Regions from separate parts of the Hordeum vulgare genome. Here region 1 is linked to region 2. A link is a contact called in public Hi-C data. All regions are on one chromosome and are shown on one strand. The core of a region is the stretch at or near the end of the contact, and the rest is flanking DNA. Distances in the headings are between cores, read along the strand shown.

Region 1 (5,830 bases), core at 694-3,193, 170 kb after region 2:
TCAAGCATGATATCTTCGTGTTGATCCACTTGAACTTGCACATCGCAATCTTGATGACGATCACAACTTGACGTCATACTTCATGGGTTGTATGAGATCTTCCCTTTGACGCAAGCCCATGGAAACACACCTAACCCCCACATAGAACTCTCACGAAGACCATGGGTTAGTACACAAACACTTAATGGACAATGCTTACCATACCATGGGATCACTTGATCCCTCTCGGTACATCTTGTACGCTTTGTGTGTTGATCATCTTGATTTACTCTTTGTCTGAGATCTTGATCAACCATGTGTCTCTATGACCATACTTTGGATAATAGCTTGAATACCATCTTGGTCATCATATAAACTCCTTGAACCCAACAGATGGACTTCAAGAAGTGCCTATGGACAAATCCTATAAATGTAACTTAAGGCAACCATTAGTCCATAGGAATTGTCATCAATTACCAAAACCACATATGGAGATATATGCTCTAACAACTATAGCTACAGTATTTGATACAGTCAACAAATCAAAGGGGCCTCACATCCCAGGCCGCCGTTCGGGCTGCCTGGGACCCAAATCCGCCACTAGCCGAGTCAGAAAACTCCACTCTCACACACTCCCAACAGGATTGCAGCCGGAAGACTAAGACACACAATCATGCTTAGACGAAGCAACTGAGAGAAACCTGCAAAGAAAAACCTCAACTCAATGAACCAGGCTTGTGGACATACACCACCTTTCGCACGTCTTTCCAGCTATGCCAAGAAGGAACGACGATGAGTCATGCAAAACTTATCGATGATGCGAGCGCCTCACCCCCATGGAATGGGGATCGAAACCTGAGCTAAAAACCTTACCCTGCTAGTGACGGACTTAGCCCACTAGGTTAGACTGGGCCAACAATAATGTTGTATATATACATTTAATTTTTATTTTTAAACCTTTTTTAATGATATAAAAGCTATTTTAAAATCTTACCCTGGCAACCCTTTACCTCCGCCACTGCATCCTGCCATCATTGATCCAAATCAGCATGATCCCTACCCCCTCTCATCGTCGAAGCAAGCAATGGATGGAGGGGAGGCACATCATTTTTAAAATGTACTCCCTTCATTTTTTTACTCCGTCTATAAGATTTGAGTCAAGTCAAACTTTATATAGTTGGATCAAGTTTATATTAAAAAATATCAACAACTACATTACCAAATATATATAGTATGGAATTACGTTTCATAAAGAAGCTAATGGTATAGATTTGGTATTGTGAATGTTGATATTTTTTCTATAAGTATGGTCAAAGTAGAGATGATTTGACTTCAGACAAAAGTTATATGCAGACTAAAAAGAAACGGAAAGAGTATAAGGGTATGATTTTTCAGAAATGCTCATATTCTTTAACCAAGATGTGTCCGTATATATTGTGTCACATGATATACGTGTACAAATTTTCTATATTTTCTGAAATAGGCTTTTTACTCGAACCAGTGCGTGTACCCAAAGATGGCAATAGTACTAGTTTGGCAGAGGCTCCCTGAGTCCGATTGAGAACCCCCTTTGATGTTTTTGTTGCATCAAGTACGCCCACTCCTGAGACAAACGAGGCAGCAGTTCTCTAATCATTTTAGACAGAACAATGCCACCAGAAACACATGCGCATGCAACATGCGGATTTTTAAACGGACACAGGAGTGTAGAGTATATATCGACTAAAGTAGAAGCAAAGCGAGCAATAAACAAGGAAACAAAAAACCGTACATGGACTCCATCCAATTCCCAAACAATAGAAAAGGAACAAGTGGGAGCGAACGTTGCCATTCCGCCTCGTTTTGTCACCATTCGACTCGATCCTTCCCAGAAGCTGCCCAATAACCTCAATTGACCACGTTTTGCTGTCTGTCGACGCGAGCGAGCATAAATAGCCCAACGCCCTCGCAATCCACACACCATCATCAGCTTCCCCCAGCATCCAACTCCCTTCCCTCGCCCAAGCGTCAATACCACCGAGCACTCAGCCACTCACCCATCAGGCCATCACACACGGACACGGCACACAGCGCGAAGAGAAGAGAAGAGAAGAGAGGAGCGCATACAGTCAGCAGCAACAATGGTGAGGGCTCCTTGCTGCGAGAAGATGGGGCTCAAGAGGGGGCCGTGGACGGCGGAGGAGGACATGACCCTGGTGGCTCACATCGAGCAGCACGGCCACAGCAACTGGCGGGCGCTGCCCAAGCAGGCCGGCCTGCTGCGCTGCGGCAAGAGTTGCCGCCTCCGGTGGATCAACTACCTCCGCCCCGACATCAAGCGCGGCAACTTCACCGGCGAGGAGGAAGACGCCATCATCCAGCTCCACGCCATGCTCGGCAACAGATGGTCCACCATTGCCGCCAGGCTTCCTGGGAGGACGGACAACGAGATCAAGAACGTCTGGCACACACACCTCAAGAAACGGCTCCAGTCCTCGTCCAAGCCGTCCGGCCAGGCAGCGCCTAAGCGCAAAGCCAAGAAGCCTGCTGTGGCTACGAGCGCGCTCGAGGGCCCGACCTCCCAGCCGGCGTCGTCACCGGGGCAGTCCCTCCCGATGTCGCCGGAGCAGTCCCTCTCGACGTCGTCCGCCACCGACAGCTCTTCCTCGGAGTCGGAGGAGTTCCAGATTGACGACAGCTTCTGGTCGGAGACACTGGCGATGTCGGTGGACAGCTCCGGTTCCGGGCTGGAAACCAGCGACACATTCGGCGCAGATAGTGCATCGCCGTCGTCGAGCAACGATGAGATGGACTTCTGGGTCACGTTGTTCATGCAGGCTAGTGACATGCATAGTTTGTCACAGATTTAATGAGAAGATTTGGCCATGTTCGTATTTCTCGCTAGCATTCGCTTCATTTGGACTATGACGAATTCGCAAGTTTCTGTAGTTCGTCGGTTGAGTTGACCCCTTGTTCCTGGCTCAGTTCCACGTACGCATTGGCTGGCCATAGCGACAGAATTTTTCCCAAGTAGCCGACGGACAAGTAACCTACTAAACCCTTGAGTTATAATATACCAAATCATTTTGTGTACATAATCCGACACATGTGGATTCTGCATCCTTTGCCATGTTGTCGCTACAACAAGAAAACCATATTTAGGAGGTAGCTGGAATGTCATCGATCTTGGCCAGGAAGTGTCGGTGTCCGTCCACAAGGATCCACGATCAAGAGACGAATGTGATGTTGGTACTATCACAACTAGAGGTCTACTTGAGCCTACGAATAGCGCCTTTGCTGCCAAAGCACCCCCAGATCTTATTGAACACGGCCACCATCGCCGCTAAGACCGACGGCGACGAAGTCACACATGTCAATTTACTTTAGGTGTTACCAAAGATTTCGTTAGTTTTAAGAGGATGACCACTCGCAAAGCATTTAGTAATTCGAGAAGCCTCCGTCAAACTTGTGGGACAAACTCTTACTCAAGTTGCTTAAAATTGTGTATTTCCTATAAGGCAACTTGTTTCATATGAATATGAAAATATTTTTAAGAGAAATAATAAATCATATTCTTGGGACTACACATAAAGTCATGAGTAAGATTATTAAACCGTATTTTAGCATCATCCTCTAATGAGAAAGAAAATAATTTAAAAATATAATAATAGCAAAACTTTTCCTCTTAAGCAAATAAGGTGTGCAATAACTTATTAAGATTCATAAGCATGAAAAAGATTAGATTCTACCAAAGTAATAAGTCCATGATCAATAGAGAATCCATAATCCTTATCATCAACAAAAATTGAAGATGTTGCAAACTTAAGATCATTTTTCATCATTTTGTTCATGGCCTTTTCTTTAAGTATAGCAATGAAATATATGTTTTTATTAGTATCATAAGCCATAAACTCTTTAATAATTTCTTGATTAAAAGTGTAACCGTCAGGAACATCAAGTATTTTATTTCTAACGAGAGTACTCGGTGTACCAAGTGATTCATAGTTTTGAGTAAATTCAGTTTCTTTAGCTTTAGCAATATAAGCATCAAGTAATTCATCAAGTGGTATAATATTATCAAGCTAAGTAGAAGCACCATCATGAGTATCATCAATAATAGAAGAAGTGTCTATTGTTTGTAACATATCATATTGTAAAACATGCGGTGGTGGTGTCACAAGTTGACATAAAACATAAGGTCAATAAAGCACATACCTAGTTGGCAATCCTTACCTCCCCTAGTCTTAGAGGGCATGAGCTTGGTTCTGGAATATCTGTGGTTCTTTGTAGTAAAGATAAATCGTAGAAAATAATTGACTTTCAAGTGAACTTCATAAATAGAGTTATGGTGACTAGCAACGGCGCTAGAAAATAGTCTTGTTGACCCACAAGTATAGGGGCTCACAATAGTCATCGAGTGTAGTATTTCACCCAAATCTATTGATTCGACACAATAAAAGCCAAAAAAAATAAGACTTCACATTTGAGTTGTCTATTCAACCACACTAGAGAAATCACTTCCTTGCAACAATTTAGCACGATAATATGATAGTAGTGATAGTAAATTAACAGTAGTAGTAGGAGCAATAGTAGCAGATTTGTAATCAACAGAGTAGTAGTGACTTAGGAAAAATCAATAATATTAAAGTGTAGCCATCGAGTAGCAATGCATATTTAAATGAGATTCAGTATGTAACTATCACAACCTAGAGCAATACACAACATCTCCAATTCATCAATCATATGTATGCATGTATTCCGTACATAGTCATATGTGCTTGAGGTAAGAACTTGCATATCATATTTTGTCCTACCCTCTTATGATAGCAGGGTCCTAATGGAAACAAAGGGTAACTAAGGCGCTCGCTTCAATAGAGAACCGGAACAATGCATTAACAAAGTGAATATTTGAACTCCTCAAGTTAAAGTCATCATCGTCAATATCCCAACCATTATCGCCTTAGGGGAATAAGGTTCAGAATGATAATATGTGCATACAACTTGCAGTTAAGATCAACAATTCAAATATATTCATGAAAGCATAACATGTTCAGATCTGAAATCATGATACTCAGGCCCTAGTGACAAGCATTAAGCATATCAAAGTTATAGCAACATCAATATGAGAACATATTGGATACTAGCGATCAAGCCCTAATAATTGACATGATTATGTATGAACTCTCGTCCCTCTCCATCTACCTCCAATATGTCTACAAGGAAATTACACACACATGATTGGGAGCATCATGAAATTGCCGATGTAGCATGGTTGGTGATGACGAAGGCGGTGATTCCCTCTCTCTAGAGCTACGAATGAACTCTAGATTAGGGCTCTCGATGAAGAACATGAGGTGGTGGCGGATCCATATCTTAAAATGCGGTAAAAATTTCTCTCCAGTCTTTTTCTTGGGAATACAGTATATATAGCACTCGAACTAGGTCAGGATTAGGTCCACGGGGCATAGGCATGTCCCACGCACCCGAAGGTGTAGGCGCGTCCCTTGGGATTGTGGGCCCAAGGTGCCCGCACTCTGGAACTTCTTTGTTCCAGTATTTTGCATTTATTCCAAAGTAAATCACCGTAAAGTTTATCCAATTACAGAACCTTTTATTTCTGCACAAAAACAATATCAAGGTAGTTTTGTTGAAATCAACGTGAGTTTGGCTTAGTTTCACTCAAATCATACAAATTAGAGACCCAAACAAGAGCGGGAGTGTTTGGAAAAGTAGATACGTTGGAGACGTATCATTGACTGGTGTTTTCCTCTGGGTGATGTTCTCTGTCTTCATTTTACATGATCAACTTCTTCCTCCTCAATGGCGCCAACACCATTTTCTTCATTCTCCTTAGGTGGAGTTCTTGCTTTGG
Region 2 (5,086 bases), core at 743-3,242:
AAACAAATGTGATCATAACCGCAACCAAGGTAACAACTGATCCAACTGCATAATGATTCCAAGCCTCGGTATGAATGGCATATTTTCTAATCTTTTTAATCTTCAACCGCATTGCATCCATCTTGATCTTGTGATCATCGACGACATCCGCAACATGCAACTCCAATATCATCTTCTCCTCCTCAATTTTTCTTATTTTTTCCTTCAAGTAATTGTTTTCTTCTTCAACTTAATTTAACCTCTCGACAATAGGGTCGGTTGGAATTTCCGGTTCAACAACCTCCTAGATAAATAAAATCTATGTCACATTGGTCGGCATAATTGTCATAAACAATAAATGAACCAAATAGTTATGAAAAGATAATATATACCACATCTGAATCATAGACAGGACGAGGGCCGACGGGGGCGGATACCAAAACCATCGCACTATGTAATAACAAGGAATAATAAAAGTAAGAAAATTACACAAGTATCTATCTTAAGTCAGAATTTTTTTCTTTCACAAAGAAGATAAGAACAAGAGGCTCACCACGGTGGTGCCGGCGACGAGATCAGCGCGGGCGATCGACGGTGGTTGAAGATGGGGCGGGGACGAGGCGTGACGGACCGCTAAATCTAGACAAACCTCGTTGAAAATGGAGCTCGGAGATCGAGTTTCGAGAGGAGAAAGCTTAACTAGTGTGGCTCGGACATTTCATCGAGCACCTCATGTGCATAGGAGGTGAACTAGAGCACCTAAATGCCCTCCCCTCGCCGGCTTAACAAAAACAGAGCACTGTGGAGTGCTCTGTCGCGGCGGTGGGTATATGTAGGCAAGTTATTTGTCCCGGTTCGTGACATGAACCGGGACTAAAGCCAACCCTTCTGTCCCGGTTCAAGCCACGAACCGGGACCAATGGTTGTGGGCCAGCAGCGAGGACCATTGGTCCCAGTTCGTGGCTCGAACCGGGACAAATGGTTTTACACGAACCGGGACCAATGCCCACGAGGCCCCGGCCGGCCCCCTGGGCTCACGAACCGGGTCTAATACCCCCCATTGGTCTTGGTTCTTAAAGAACCGGGACTGATGGGCTGGCCAGGGCTGAACGGTAGCCCTGTTTTCTACTAGTGGCGGCCCGCGGGGCCAGTCGAAAGTTTCGGCCGGCGAGCCGGGCGCAGACCACTGGCCTTTTAGTTATTAATTAGTTTGTATCTCCAAGTTCAAACTACTTTCCCCCTTTTGGCACTTGTGTGATCACATCGAGTGGAAATTTTAGACGACGTCGGCTCAATCAAATGGGGTTTGTGAGCTGATTTGGTCTCTGTCAAGACGTTGCGAATTCGTGCGTTCCGCTTGCGGTCGACGCGCCGACGCTGGCTCAGACGCTCAGTGAACAATTCAACCAAAAGAGAGGCCCAGCTTTGTAGCTCCTCGCCTCCTTGATTGATTAAAATGATAAACTAAACCGATCAACTAGCTTGGCACAGACTGATTTCTCATAGTCATAGACGCTTTCAATCTAACTTGCGTTAGCTGTCATGCAAAACGTATGAAAACTGTAGCCCCACCGCCGACGATCGAAGTGGCACTTGACAATCAGGTCAGCTAAACCACTTCAGCTGTATACTATGCTGCTGGTCTACAGCTTGGCATGCGGCGAACTTCTTCAAACGGACCATATACGTTTTTGCCGTCTTGATTTATTGCCTTTCCTAAAAACATGCTAGTACTTGATTTTCAGAATGGACTAAAAATTTCCTGGTCAAATAAGCATAGTCCGCACCACGTTCGGTCTCTATCTGTCAGCATCTCCCGGACAGTGCACGAGGAAAGAGCCCAACGAAACCTCCCGAAACTCTAGACGAAGGCCTATCAAGGACCGATCCCGGCTGCGGAAAATGACAGGGCCAATCTCCAAGAAATTGAGACCTGCTCTAGCTTCGTCATCAAGCAGTTCCGTACTAAACAAGGTAAGTACTACAATATGCATGTCACAGTCGTTCATGAACCATACTGTTTAGGCGAAAACGATCGGTTCTCTGTATGTGGAGGAGACGATGGATCGAGTTAGCAGGACCAAGTGGGAAATACCGTGCTACAAATTCAGCTCGATAGGACTTAGGTGTAGAAAACAGTTCGGTTCCCCGAAAATAACGTGGAGAGATGTACGTTTGAAAGATACAGAATCGATGCTTCAAGCGGCTAGCTGAACGGTCAAAGTGTCAACGGGGCTTGGTGTATATATGGTCGTAGCGAGTCAAACTAAATCTTACGATGGAGAGTGGAATTTTGGATCCATGTGTGTGCATTGGGGGACCTTATTTTAAATAGTTTAAAAATCACATTTAAAATTCTAAAAAGTCCCAAAAACAATTCTACATGATAGTATAGATGTATATTTTATAGGTATACAGATTTATGATGAAATAAGTAAACATGTGAAATATACAAAAATGACAAAATGACGATTACTGAATAGCGAATAATACATGCATTGTTCATCTTTCCAAAATCATGATTTTGACATTTTTATGTAGCTTACATGGTTATTTATTTCAACATCAGTATTTGACCTGTGTAATATAAATCATGTTGAATGTTCTTCAGAATTATCTGAAACTTGAAAATATTATTTTGACATTATTTAAAATATAGGGCTCACTAAAGCTCGTTCTCCAAAGTGACTTTTTGTTAAAGAGGCTCACTGGTGGATATACAATACATATTGAGATGCTTTAAATATTTGCGACCTGTAGTGATACAATTGTGTAATTAAGTCAGTCGGCTAAAACCCAAGAGGCGCAACCTATTTTCTAATTAAAAAAATTCATTCATAGTGTTGGGCGGGAAAGATTATGCCACAAGCATCATGTTTATTTGTGGCGTGCAGAATAAACAGCGAGTGGCGGATGCTATTTATGCACGCCACTAGTAAGTAGTTACCAGTACCCACAAATTTTTTTTACTACTAGCTGGAAGAGGAAAAAAACTCTAGAAGTCTGATTGGAAATGAAGGTTTGGACTTTGTTCCTTTTTTGACCCAAGAATTAAACAACGTTTTGTTTAAGCCCGCCCACCCCATGGCTTTGAAGTAAAAGGTAAATTTGTATCCCATCTTATTTCAGAGATTGGACTCAAAGCCTGAGATGCAACTTATGGTTTCAAGTGAAAGTGTTAACAGGGGGAGATGGATATTCAGAGTTTGGGACAGGAGAGTATCACTATATGGCAGAAGCATTTTTGCTCCAAGCCCTAATAGTCCTTAGGTAATCCAAGTACTTGTAGACTGGGTGAATTTTATAATCATGGCATTTGTGATAGCTATAACTTTGAATGGATAAAAGGTTTCATTGCATCACAAATGTGGTCTATTATTTTGCAAGGCTCTAAAAATAAATCACTTGTACCATTTGATATACATAATACATGTTTCTCCTCTAAGGCTACTTCCTGTCAGTATAACAGTAATTCAGCTAGGGTAGTGATATCCAAGTTAGTTTGGTCACTCATCAAAAGAAGTAAATCTTCATCATCTGTAGAACAAGGACCTGTTTTGGAGTAGGCTTCCTCCACCCGTGCTCTACAAATGAAAAGAAAGATGAAGGAAAAGGCCCATGTGGTGGATTTTTTTGGTAAGAAGCTAAAGATTGCTTTAATTAAATAATGATTTTAAGAGGAAAATGCTCTAACATGAATTTCTTTGCTTGTCATGTTATTCCTCTTAATCTTGATGGAAAATACTCAAAACCTTAAATACTTTTTGTAATGTTCCTCCAAAGGACTTCTCACAAGAGTTATTAAACAACAAGAACAACAAGAAGAAAGAGAATAATGGAAGAGTGAATAAGGGGCATCATGCTTCCTCAGAAGAGGAAGGAACTTCCTATAGCAAATAAATTTTATGCATGTCTTCCAAATGAGGAGTTTTTAGAGTAGTTTATCTAGATTTGTTTCCATGTGGATCTTCGAAGTCTATGTAAATGGATATGTCCACTAGATGTACTCTATTTGTTCTCCTTTTGCTATGTATTGTCCTTGTTCACTTCCACACTAAATGGCAGTTCTTCGGCTCTTGCCAACTTATATGGCCCTTCCATCTGATATGTCTCCAACGTATCTATGTTTTTTGATGGTTTCATGCTTTTATATTATAACTTCGTATATTTTAGATGAAATCATTATATTGACTAACCTATTAATTTAGTGCCCATTGTTAGTTCTTGTTTTCTCCATGTTTTCGGTTTTGCAGAAAAACCATATCAAACAAAGTTCAAACACGAAGAAACATTATGAGGATTTTTTTTAAATATATGTGATACTAGAGCTTCAGGAGGAGGGCTCAAACGGCGTTCCCCTACGGGGGCGCCACCCAAGCTTGTGGGTCACTTGTGGCTTCGTTTGACCTATTTTTGGCTCCATAAGTACTCTAGTATTCAGAAACCTTTAAGCTAGACCCAAAATTATTTTATCGCTGCCACTCATGTCTACTACGGAACTTATTCTTCTAGACTTTCTTGGACCTTCAAGCATAGAGTTTTGTTGGACATCAACAAAATTTCCTTAAGTGAATGACGTAAGATTAATCAATCCGTGGAAGGTACGGGATGAAGATGACCCCTCTCAAACAACCCTGCAATTAAATACAAGAAATTTCTTATGTCCCCAAGACACCCAATACAATATAAATTGTATAGGTGCACTAGTTCGGACAAGAGATGGTGATACAAGTGTAGTATGGATAGTAGATATAGATTTTTGAAATCTAAAATGATAAAAACAACAAGGTAGCAAGTGATAAAAGAGAGAACAAACGTTATTGCAATGCTGGAAAACAAGGCCTAGGGTTCATACTTTCACTAGTGCGATTTCTCAAGATCACTAACATAACTGAAGTACATAAGAATCGCTTAACGTGCTAATGCGGCTCAAACATATCTACTTTTCCAAACACTTTTTCTCTAGTTTTGGAATCTAACTTGTATGATTTGAATGAAACTAACCTATGACTGACGTTGTTTTCAACAAAACTACTATGGTGCTATTCTTGTGCAGAAACAAAAGTTCTCGGGACTAGACAAAACTTTTTCTGAATTATTTATGGAA

The links. A called contact is a pair of places that touch in the nucleus more often than the background predicts.
Region 1: a contact with region 2 is called in a Hi-C map of leaf, with 4 times the contacts expected there. The contact joins the promoter of LOC123406048 here to the enhancer-like site in region 2. A contact is called at or near these places in 2 of 6 Hi-C or Micro-C datasets (leaf and seedling).

The regions. Positions count from the first base shown.
Region 1 is chr6H:376,673,885-376,679,714 of MorexV3_pseudomolecules_assembly, forward strand. It overlaps LOC123406048 (transcription factor MYB30-like), which reads left to right and starts at 1,944. Exons shown (of 1, transcript XM_045099546.1): 1 at 1,944-2,852. The coding sequence starts at 2,100. The coding sequence ends at 2,828.
Region 2 is chr6H:376,499,804-376,504,889 of MorexV3_pseudomolecules_assembly, forward strand. No RefSeq gene overlaps it. Among protein-coding and RNA genes, the nearest start is that of LOC123406074, 140 kb to the right of the region's middle. Within about 2 kb of position 1,993, at least 1 of the 3 cell types and tissues checked has open chromatin away from gene starts, as enhancers often do. A contact at or near this core is called in leaf, where this site is marked.